Regions from separate parts of the Anas platyrhynchos genome. Here region 2 is linked to region 1. Evidence: chromatin contacts called from public Hi-C data. All regions are on one chromosome and are shown on one strand. Each heading gives the region's core, a stretch centred on a gene start, on an enhancer-like site or on the middle of the called end of the contact. The rest is flanking DNA. Distances are from core to core; before and after follow the strand shown.

The links. Hi-C and Micro-C count contacts between places; a contact is called where the count stands out from the background.
Region 2: a Hi-C map of liver shows a contact between it and region 1, with 2.8 times the contacts expected there. The contact joins two enhancer-like sites. A contact is called at or near these places in 3 of 8 Hi-C or Micro-C datasets (liver, skeletal muscle and subcutaneous adipose tissue).

What each region holds. Positions count from the first base shown.
Region 1 is chr16:3,888,389-3,892,377 of IASCAAS_PekinDuck_T2T, forward strand. NCOR2 (nuclear receptor corepressor 2) reads right to left here. Exons shown (of 47, transcript XM_072024413.1): 8 at 1,081-1,133. Among named protein-coding and RNA genes, the nearest start is that of NCOR2, 120 kb to the right of the region's middle. Within about 2 kb of position 1,418, at least 4 of the 8 cell types and tissues checked have an H3K27ac peak or open chromatin away from gene starts, as enhancers often do.
Region 2 is chr16:4,062,883-4,066,915 of IASCAAS_PekinDuck_T2T, forward strand. It overlaps SCARB1 (scavenger receptor class B member 1), which reads right to left. Exons shown (of 13, transcript XM_027469978.3): 13 at 3,711-4,033. Among named protein-coding and RNA genes, the nearest start is that of SCARB1, 20 kb to the right of the region's middle. Within about 2 kb of position 2,094, at least 2 of the 8 cell types and tissues checked have an H3K27ac peak or open chromatin away from gene starts, as enhancers often do.

The DNA.
Region 1 (3,989 bases), core at 168-2,667:
AACTGGGGTAAATGCAGTACCAAAGCCACGTTTGCTGCCTCCTCCTTCCCCCGGTGCTTGGGGACAGCAGCATTTAAACACCGCCAGCGCCTGCCGCGCTCCCCTGAGCCCCGGCAGCAGAGCACAACAGCAGGAGCCCGTTAACTCTTTCCCTGTAATTCCCCTGGCACCAATTAACATACTGCTGAAAAGCAGAAGATTATTAACTTTTGTTAATAGATTATTAAAGATGATTATCAGCAGCTGACCGAGCCCGTACCGAAATAGACTTGCTGCAGGCAGCGCCGAGCAGCCCGCTCACAGCAATCATCGCTTCATTCAAGCCAGATAAAAGTTTCAGATCTGGTTTGCCTATTCAAATTTCCAACAATAATCACAATTATCACTATTCTCATTATCTGTTATATTTCTTCTGTGTTCAGGAAGTCGTTGTGGTTATTAAATGCAAGTTGATGATTAAATCATGTATTGAGGTGATAAGTCATAAATTACATGATTGCTAAGTCTCAGTGAGTATCTCTGAAATAACCAGTTGTTATTAGACATTCAAGAGGTGCTTCAGGAAAATCTAATTGTAATTGCAACTTCTCATTTCACTTCAGCTTCCCCGCATGCAAACACACACGCGCGCATGCTGGCAGCTGATTTCGTACTTCGGCATGCGTGAGACGAGCCGAAAAAAAAAATAAATAAAGCACCACGCAGCTCGTCTCCTTCCCAAACACCCCTGGACACCGGTGTCACCCACACGGCAGAGCCGCCACCAAGCGTGGCACCGGGGAGGGCAGAGCTGCAGCACCATGGGGCTGTGTCCCCCAGCCCCCTGCAGCCAGGGTGAGAGCCCTGCAGGAAAGCTCTGAGAGAGGAGCCAGGATTTGCTCCCACCACCCCCAGGAAAATCAATCGGCACCTTCAGCATCTGTCCCAGCTCCCGGAGATGGGTCGTGCTTCGGGCACCCCGAGTGGCGAGGCAGCAGCTCTGGGAAGGTACGGACGGGGTCTGGGAACGAGCGAGCATCCCCCGCTGCAGCCTAGCACACAACCTGACATTTAGAAGAGCCTTTATTGCCCCGTACTTACATTTTAATGTTTTCATGGTATTGCCTGGTGTCTGAAGGCTGGTTGTATAACGGCTGAAATAAAGAAGAAAAATGAAGGCATAAATGGTACAGCCTGACATTTAGAAACTTAATCCTGGCTGGAACTGCCTCCCGCCACCCCCCCAGCCTCACCAGCCTGGGTGCAAAGGGACAGCAGCACCCGCAGCACCACCCGGCCCCTTCCTTGTCCCCGTGCCCCCCGTGTCCCCTGCCGGAGGGAGCTGGCTGCCGGCAGCGCCGCCGAGTCCCCGCGCATCCCAGCGCAGCCCGTGGGAGGGCAGGCAGCGCCCGAGCTGGAAGCGTTTTTGCTACGTAATGCCTACAAAACACGGCCCGGCGCGGTGCCTGGCTGCTGGGCGCCTCCGAACAGACGACACGGGGGAGGCGAGGGGAAAGGGGGGCCCGGGGAGCGGGCAGAGCCAGCCCGTGCGCTGCGCGTTGTTATGTCTACGCGGCGGCAGCAGCACGCCTGAGCTCCCCGCAGAGCCACCAGCAGGGACAGGAGGCAGGATGAGGCTGAGCCCCTGGGGTTTCCAGCAGTGCAAGGGGTGGGAGAGCAGCTGGGCACGTCCCTGCAGCCCCCTGGCACCCGTGTGGACAGTGGTGATTTGCACAGAGAGGTGTGGGGAGAGCCATCCCCTGCAGCCCATTGCTGCTGCGTCTTGGCACCAGCAGGTCGCCAGCTTCTTTTTTTTGGCTGCCCTTGGATGCGTCCCTCTGTGCTGGGGAGGCACAAGTGATCCCTCGGGTGCAGGGAGAGGTGGGGAGAGGAACCAGCGTGGCCCTGAAGGCACAGTGGGGCATTTGGCACTCTGCACGGCTGCCAGAACAACGCACCCGGACACCGTGCTGGCGATGCACCAGGAGAGGGGACCAGCCCCAGGAGGAGGTGTGTGCCCAGTGGGGTCTCCTCCCCGGGGAGGAAGCAAACAGAGCAAACAGGCTGGCACATGACAAGGTGCGAATCTCCTCTAAGAGAAGGGGAGGCACCCGTGTTTTGGTTTCTGTCTGGGTTAGAAGACTCCTGTGCACACGGGATGTCACCGATGCCCTGATGGTGCTCAGCTCCCCGGAGGCTGCTGAAATATTTCCACTGCTCCTTATCTGGGACACGAGCAGCCACTCACACCCTCAGTTAGGGAACCCGGGTGTTAACGGGCAGCCCCTGCACGCAGCACTTGTGCCATTCAGAAATAAGAGACTGGGACCCAAAGCCAAGTTCCACACAACGAGAGCACCTCGAGGAGATTTCTGACTGCCCAGCACCGGGACTCAGCCCCTGCAGCACAGCGAGCCAGGAGATGAGTTTTACCTACCCCATAACTAAATGCTAAAAAAACTAAATGCTAAAAAGAGGAGCGAGAGGCACCATCCTTCCTTCCTCAGAGCTGTCCGCAACCTGCCCAGAATGACAACTTTCTAAACGAGTAAGCAAAAGCAAACCTGAGGGGTTGGATGGCACGGGGACACGCTCACAACGTGCACGGCACTGCTGCACGGGAAGCAATGTGTACCACGTCCCTCTGGGGATGACATTTAGGAAAAACAAAATCGCCAGGCGAGCTGTGACTGGGAAATCCGTGGATTTACTGAAAGCTCTTTAAAAATAAAACAGAATGGAAGCCCTCGATTGCTTTCTGGTCACTGCAGCATTCAGAGCGCAAGTCTCAATGAAATTTCTCCCTAGGGGAAACACGGGGTCATTTTAAAGTGGTCTCAGCTACACGGCAGGGATAACACGGGGATGCTCACGTTCACCAGCTACTACAAAACCACAGCCTCGGGGGCCCTGGCTGCTCCAACACCACAGCATGCTCATCCCTGGGGGGCTCCGTGCTGCCAGGTGCCCCTGGTCCCAGTGCAGGGGGGTGATTTTACAGCCAGGGAGCCCAGCCCTGGTGTGGGTCACGACCACTGGGCTCCCCAGCGCATCCTGCATCAGCTGGGGCTGATGTTGGGGCCCAGGGAGGAGGCATCAGGGCACCCAGAAGCCCATCAGACAGGTTGGAAAAGCACCACTAATGGGCAAAGGGCTTAGGGTGCAAATCTGCACGTTTAAAACCTGCGGAGCACAGAAATGAGGACCCTCCAAAGAGAATCAGACATGAATCAGACCTCTTAAGGCAAAAAATACAGGGCTGGTGCTTGTAGGTTCAAAGCAACAAGCAGCTGGGAACAGGAAGCCAACAGGAGCTGCTTCCTTACGATGCTCAGCTCCCAAGGTTACAAATTTCAGCGCAGATCTCATAGCCCAAAAGCTGTTTAAAAGACTCAAGTCAGGAGCTAAGAGTTTCCTACCAGAGCTGGGCCAGCACCCAGCAGCTTCCAACCGAGGGGAAATCCATGACACAGCCCCAAACCCCCGGGTAAGTCCCTACATGTCCTATCCTGGATCGCTCTCAAAATCCCTTCTTCCACCTGCTGTTGGCAGGACCTGGGTGCTGGGAAGGGTCCCTCGCTGGGCAGGCAGATGGAGACAGCCTGTGCGAGGCACACAGAGCACAAGGAGGGGCTGGCAGGGTTTGCTTGGCAGAGGTTTCCCCTCCCCATCGAGGAACAGGACGGAGAGGCAGAGGAAAGTTTGCTCTGGGCTCTGGCCCAGCTCCCAAACTCCCCCGAAGACACAGGCTGGCTCTGGAGTGTCAGCGCCCGAGGGAAAAGCATCAGCAAATCCAAAAAAAAAAAAAAGAGGGGAAGAAAAAAAATAAAGGTGCGTGGGGGAAGGAAAGGAAGTGCACCATCTTTTGGATGAGGAAGCACCAGTCCCAGGCACCGCCAACCTTCAGCAAAAGGCCAAAGGGTTTGACCCCGGTGACTCAGAGGAAAAATAATGCGCCCTGCCTCCCCAGCGAGGAAGCGGGCTGCGACACGCAGCAGCGACCACTAATT
Region 2 (4,033 bases), core at 844-3,343, 180 kb after region 1:
CCTGGCTGGGGTTCCACATGCAAAGCAGCACCACGGGGAGCCCCTTGCCCACGGCAGCAGGGATGGAGCATCCCCAGCAGAGCACCCCGCTGCACGACGGGGTTCAGGCAGGGGATCTCACCACCAGGGCACGGTGACACCTTGCTAAAAGGAACTTCTCAAAGCAGGGGGGATGTCATGTTTTTTCCTTCCCGTTTTAAAGGGCAGGAGAATTCCTGACAGTGCAGGGTGGAGGAGCTCATGCAGAAGTGTTTTTTCCTAGAAATGGCCCAACCCTGACTCTGGTGCCTAGCGAGGCGGTGAAGTTAAGCTCCTGCGTCCCCGCTATCAGGAGGAATAGAGAAGTTCAGTCACGCTACTTAAACAAGGCAGTGAACACCGGGAGGTTTAGCACTGACATCCAACACACACACTTGGGAGCAGAGACTTCTTTGGCAGAGCCCAGCAGCCCTTATTTGCTTTCTGCGACGGTAACACCCTCGAAGCAGGTCTCGGCACGCAGGATGTACCCATGGCACAGCTCATGCTGGGGTCTCCCAGCTCTGTCCCTCTGTTTGCAGCAGGGGAAGGGACACGACAGAGCTCTCTGCAGCACGGGCACCACCAGGCAGGCTGGGCTGCAGCCAAGGCGGCAGAGGGCTGCGCAGAGCGCTGCGCTGGCAAGGCGCAGAGGGCAGCTGGGGGCCGGGGCTGCCGGTCACCGCTCGTGCCAGCACTGCGGCACGGAGTGGAAAAACGCTTTCTGCTCAGCCTCAGACTGAGAAAAGGCTCAAACCAGGGCAGATCACATAGATAGTCTGGAGAGAGGGGTGTCCAGGCTGGATCGCTACCCTGCGTGCAGGAGGGATGCTAGTTTAAGCCACACAGGCATGGCCAGGACCCGAGTGTTGCACCACAGTGTGACACAGCAGAGATCCCTGTCCAAAACAGGATTAAAACCAAGCAGCATGGGAGCACAGGCAAACCCCGCAGTGCCCAGCCATGGAGAAGCAACACAGGCTCTGCTCCAAACCCCCACGAGCAGTTTGTCTTCCCTCCAGATACTTCCCACCTGGACAGAGCTGTTCGTTGTGGCTCAGTGTAAAACAAACCAGGTTCCACAAAGCCCTTAATCCCCTCCTGGCACCTCCTACCTGGGCTTTGGGATCCTCAGTCCCACACAGACAGCTGCATACACATAAAGCTCAGACCCATATAGTGGCTGTGGGTTTCCCCATAGCACACTCCTGCATCGCAACACCACCCCATAATTATAACTGCATTACCTACATACTTTAAAACAATAAAAAACACAGACAGGAGAGCAGCACCCAGGTTGCAACTGTGCCCCAAAGACAACCATTGCACTTTCCAAGGCCAGGTGCCCAGGGAAGCACCCAGCTCCCCAGTCCAGCAGTGAGGCTGGTGCCTGGGTGGCTCAGGAGGGTGCTGGGGAGGCAGCAGCTGGGCTGGATCATGGGGTACCACCACTCTGCCCCACGAGAAACACACAATACACACACATATAGGAGCTTTAGGGAAGCTTAATATGAGCCTTGCAGGTTACCTGGAGCCTGGCTACCCTCCCAGACAGACAAAAAGCAGGAGGAAGCACCCGAGGGCACAGAGGCAGCCCTGGGGCTCTTGCCATCACTTACCACCCTTCATCGCTGGAGGAGTTTATCCCTGCTGCGAGTCCTGCACCCAGGAGACCAGAGCCACAGCCTGTGCAGGAGCAAATCTGGATGTAAAGGGTGGAAGTGGAGCAATCACACCACCTGGGCCAAAACAACAATTTGTTCCCAAACCAGGCCTTAACACCCTGCACCTGCTGAGCTTGAACCCAGCAGGACCAGGTGGGCACCTGGCAGCCCTATGGGCACAGGTGGGGGTAATGTGGGGGCTGCTCCTTGCTGGGGGGGGTCCCACAAAAGTCTGAGCCCCCCCAGCTCTGGGGTGCCAGGGGAGGTGGGATGGGGCAGCCTCTTGGGGCTGTGGGCATGGAGAGGAGCTGGCTGTGGCGATCCCTGGGGCTAACAGCAAGGCGGGGGGGGGCCCGCAGCCTGCTGGCAGCAGGGCAGGGAGCGCACAGCCATGGCCTCCACAGGCCGCACAGCCTCCGGGCCGGGGCCTCCGCGGCACCACAGCTCCCCCCGGCGGCCTCAGAGCGGCTCAGCAGGGCCCCGACCCCCCCAAATTTCCCCCCGGGGGCAGCCTGGCACCCCCAGACACCCCCCCAGCACCCTACGAGCCCCCCCAGCACCCTATGAGCCCCCCCCCAGCACCCTACGAGCCCATCCCCAGCACGCCCGGGCTGCAAAGGGCCGGAAGGTGCCCCCCCACGGAATCCATCTTGACAAAAAACTCTTGCAATTTTTTTATTTTTTTCCAGTATTTTATTGGTCTTACCTGCACAACAGCAGCGAGCGCTGGTCGCTCGGTGTCAGTCATGGCTTGCTGAGGTGGCAGGCTGAGAGCCACAGGTTGCAGGTGGATAATTTTGGTTTCAAGACTCAGAAATAGTCCAGCAGTGCAGGCCATAAGACTTGGCTAGTCCCGTCCTGCCTGTGAGACGTGGTTTGGGCATCTAGCTCAGCCTGTGGACCAAGTTCTGGGTTGCTGGGATCCCCCTCTATCACCTGGGCTATACCACAATTATTGCCATGGTAAATCAGGCTCAGCCCAGCTGCAGAGCTGGGAACACGGCCAGTAAGGAACACAGCAGCTCAGGAGATGGTGGTGGTTTCATCGCCTGTTCTCTTTCTGCCCAGTAAGAGGGACGGAGGTGTAAGAGGAAAAGTATTGTTTACCTCCCTAGGAGGTCACAGGGCTGTCTAGACAATTGCAGTGGTTTCCAATTCACGGTAGCATCCATGCCACATGATGTGTAAGACGTTCTCTGGTACAAGAGAGACCAGGGACTGCCCCACTGACTTCTTTCCTTGCCATAGGCACCAGCATTGTCCTCTTTGGCTTTCCCAAGGTAGTTAACCAAGAGCAGCCCTGGGCTTTGAGCTTCTTTCCCACCAGAGGGTGACCCCATCCCCAGCTAACATCCAGCCCCAGATCCCGCAAGACCTCATTTCAGAAATCTGGAATAGTTTTGCCAAATCCCACTAAGGCGATTGTTACTTTCATTATTGCACATGACTTCCTCCACCTCAAAAGCAGAAGTATTTTCCTTAACACTTGAGGAGAGGCACGGCTTCTGCCTGCTCCCCACCCACATGCTGGTGGCGGGGGCAGAGCGAGGCGATGGCCTCACTGCACCGATGGTGCATGGCCAGGACGAGCTGACACTGCAGGGCTGAGCACACAGCACAGAAAACTGGTCTGGCAGGAGCGATGTGGTGGGTTTGATATGCCAAAGAGCTTTTTGGCAAGGCTCATCTCGCTGTCACCTGAAGCATGGAGAGAGCCAGCAGGCCAGAATAAAAAGGCTCTGGACTTGAATCACTGGAGCTGAAGGTCATGGCACAGGATAGGGGCTTTAAAAATCACCACTGTGCTCTCCAACACAAGCAAAGGCAAAAGCAACCCTGGGCAGGCTCCAGGTACCCTGGAAAGCCTTTAGGAGAGATATGGCTGCTGTGACAGCACCCAGAATTGATTTATAGTGTAGCCTGGTCACATCAAGTGGCAATAAAACCATAAGTGGCTTCGGGACAGCAAGCCCCATTTGTGTGAGATGAACAGTGGCTTTAAAAAAGATCACTAAATCCCACCAGCGCTATGTATACAAACCTTGTTTATTCTAAAGGCTCCCATTAAAGTGCCTTTTATTCCTGGCAATAGGCAGTTTTAAATTGCAAAACAACAGATCAGCCAGCAGCAGCCTCCAGTCCTGCCTGCCCTCAGGGACAGGGGGACTGCGGTGAGCGCGGGCCCCTTTTGGCCAAGGGCTCTCGAACACTGTGTTTCGGGGGGCTGGACGAGGACATTCCTCACTGTGTGCCCAGCGCAGGAGCACTGGTGCAGAGGCACAGGCCCATGGCTTTGCCAAGCAGTGCAGGGTCTCTGCGGAGCTGCCCAGGACAATGTCACCTTCCAGAGA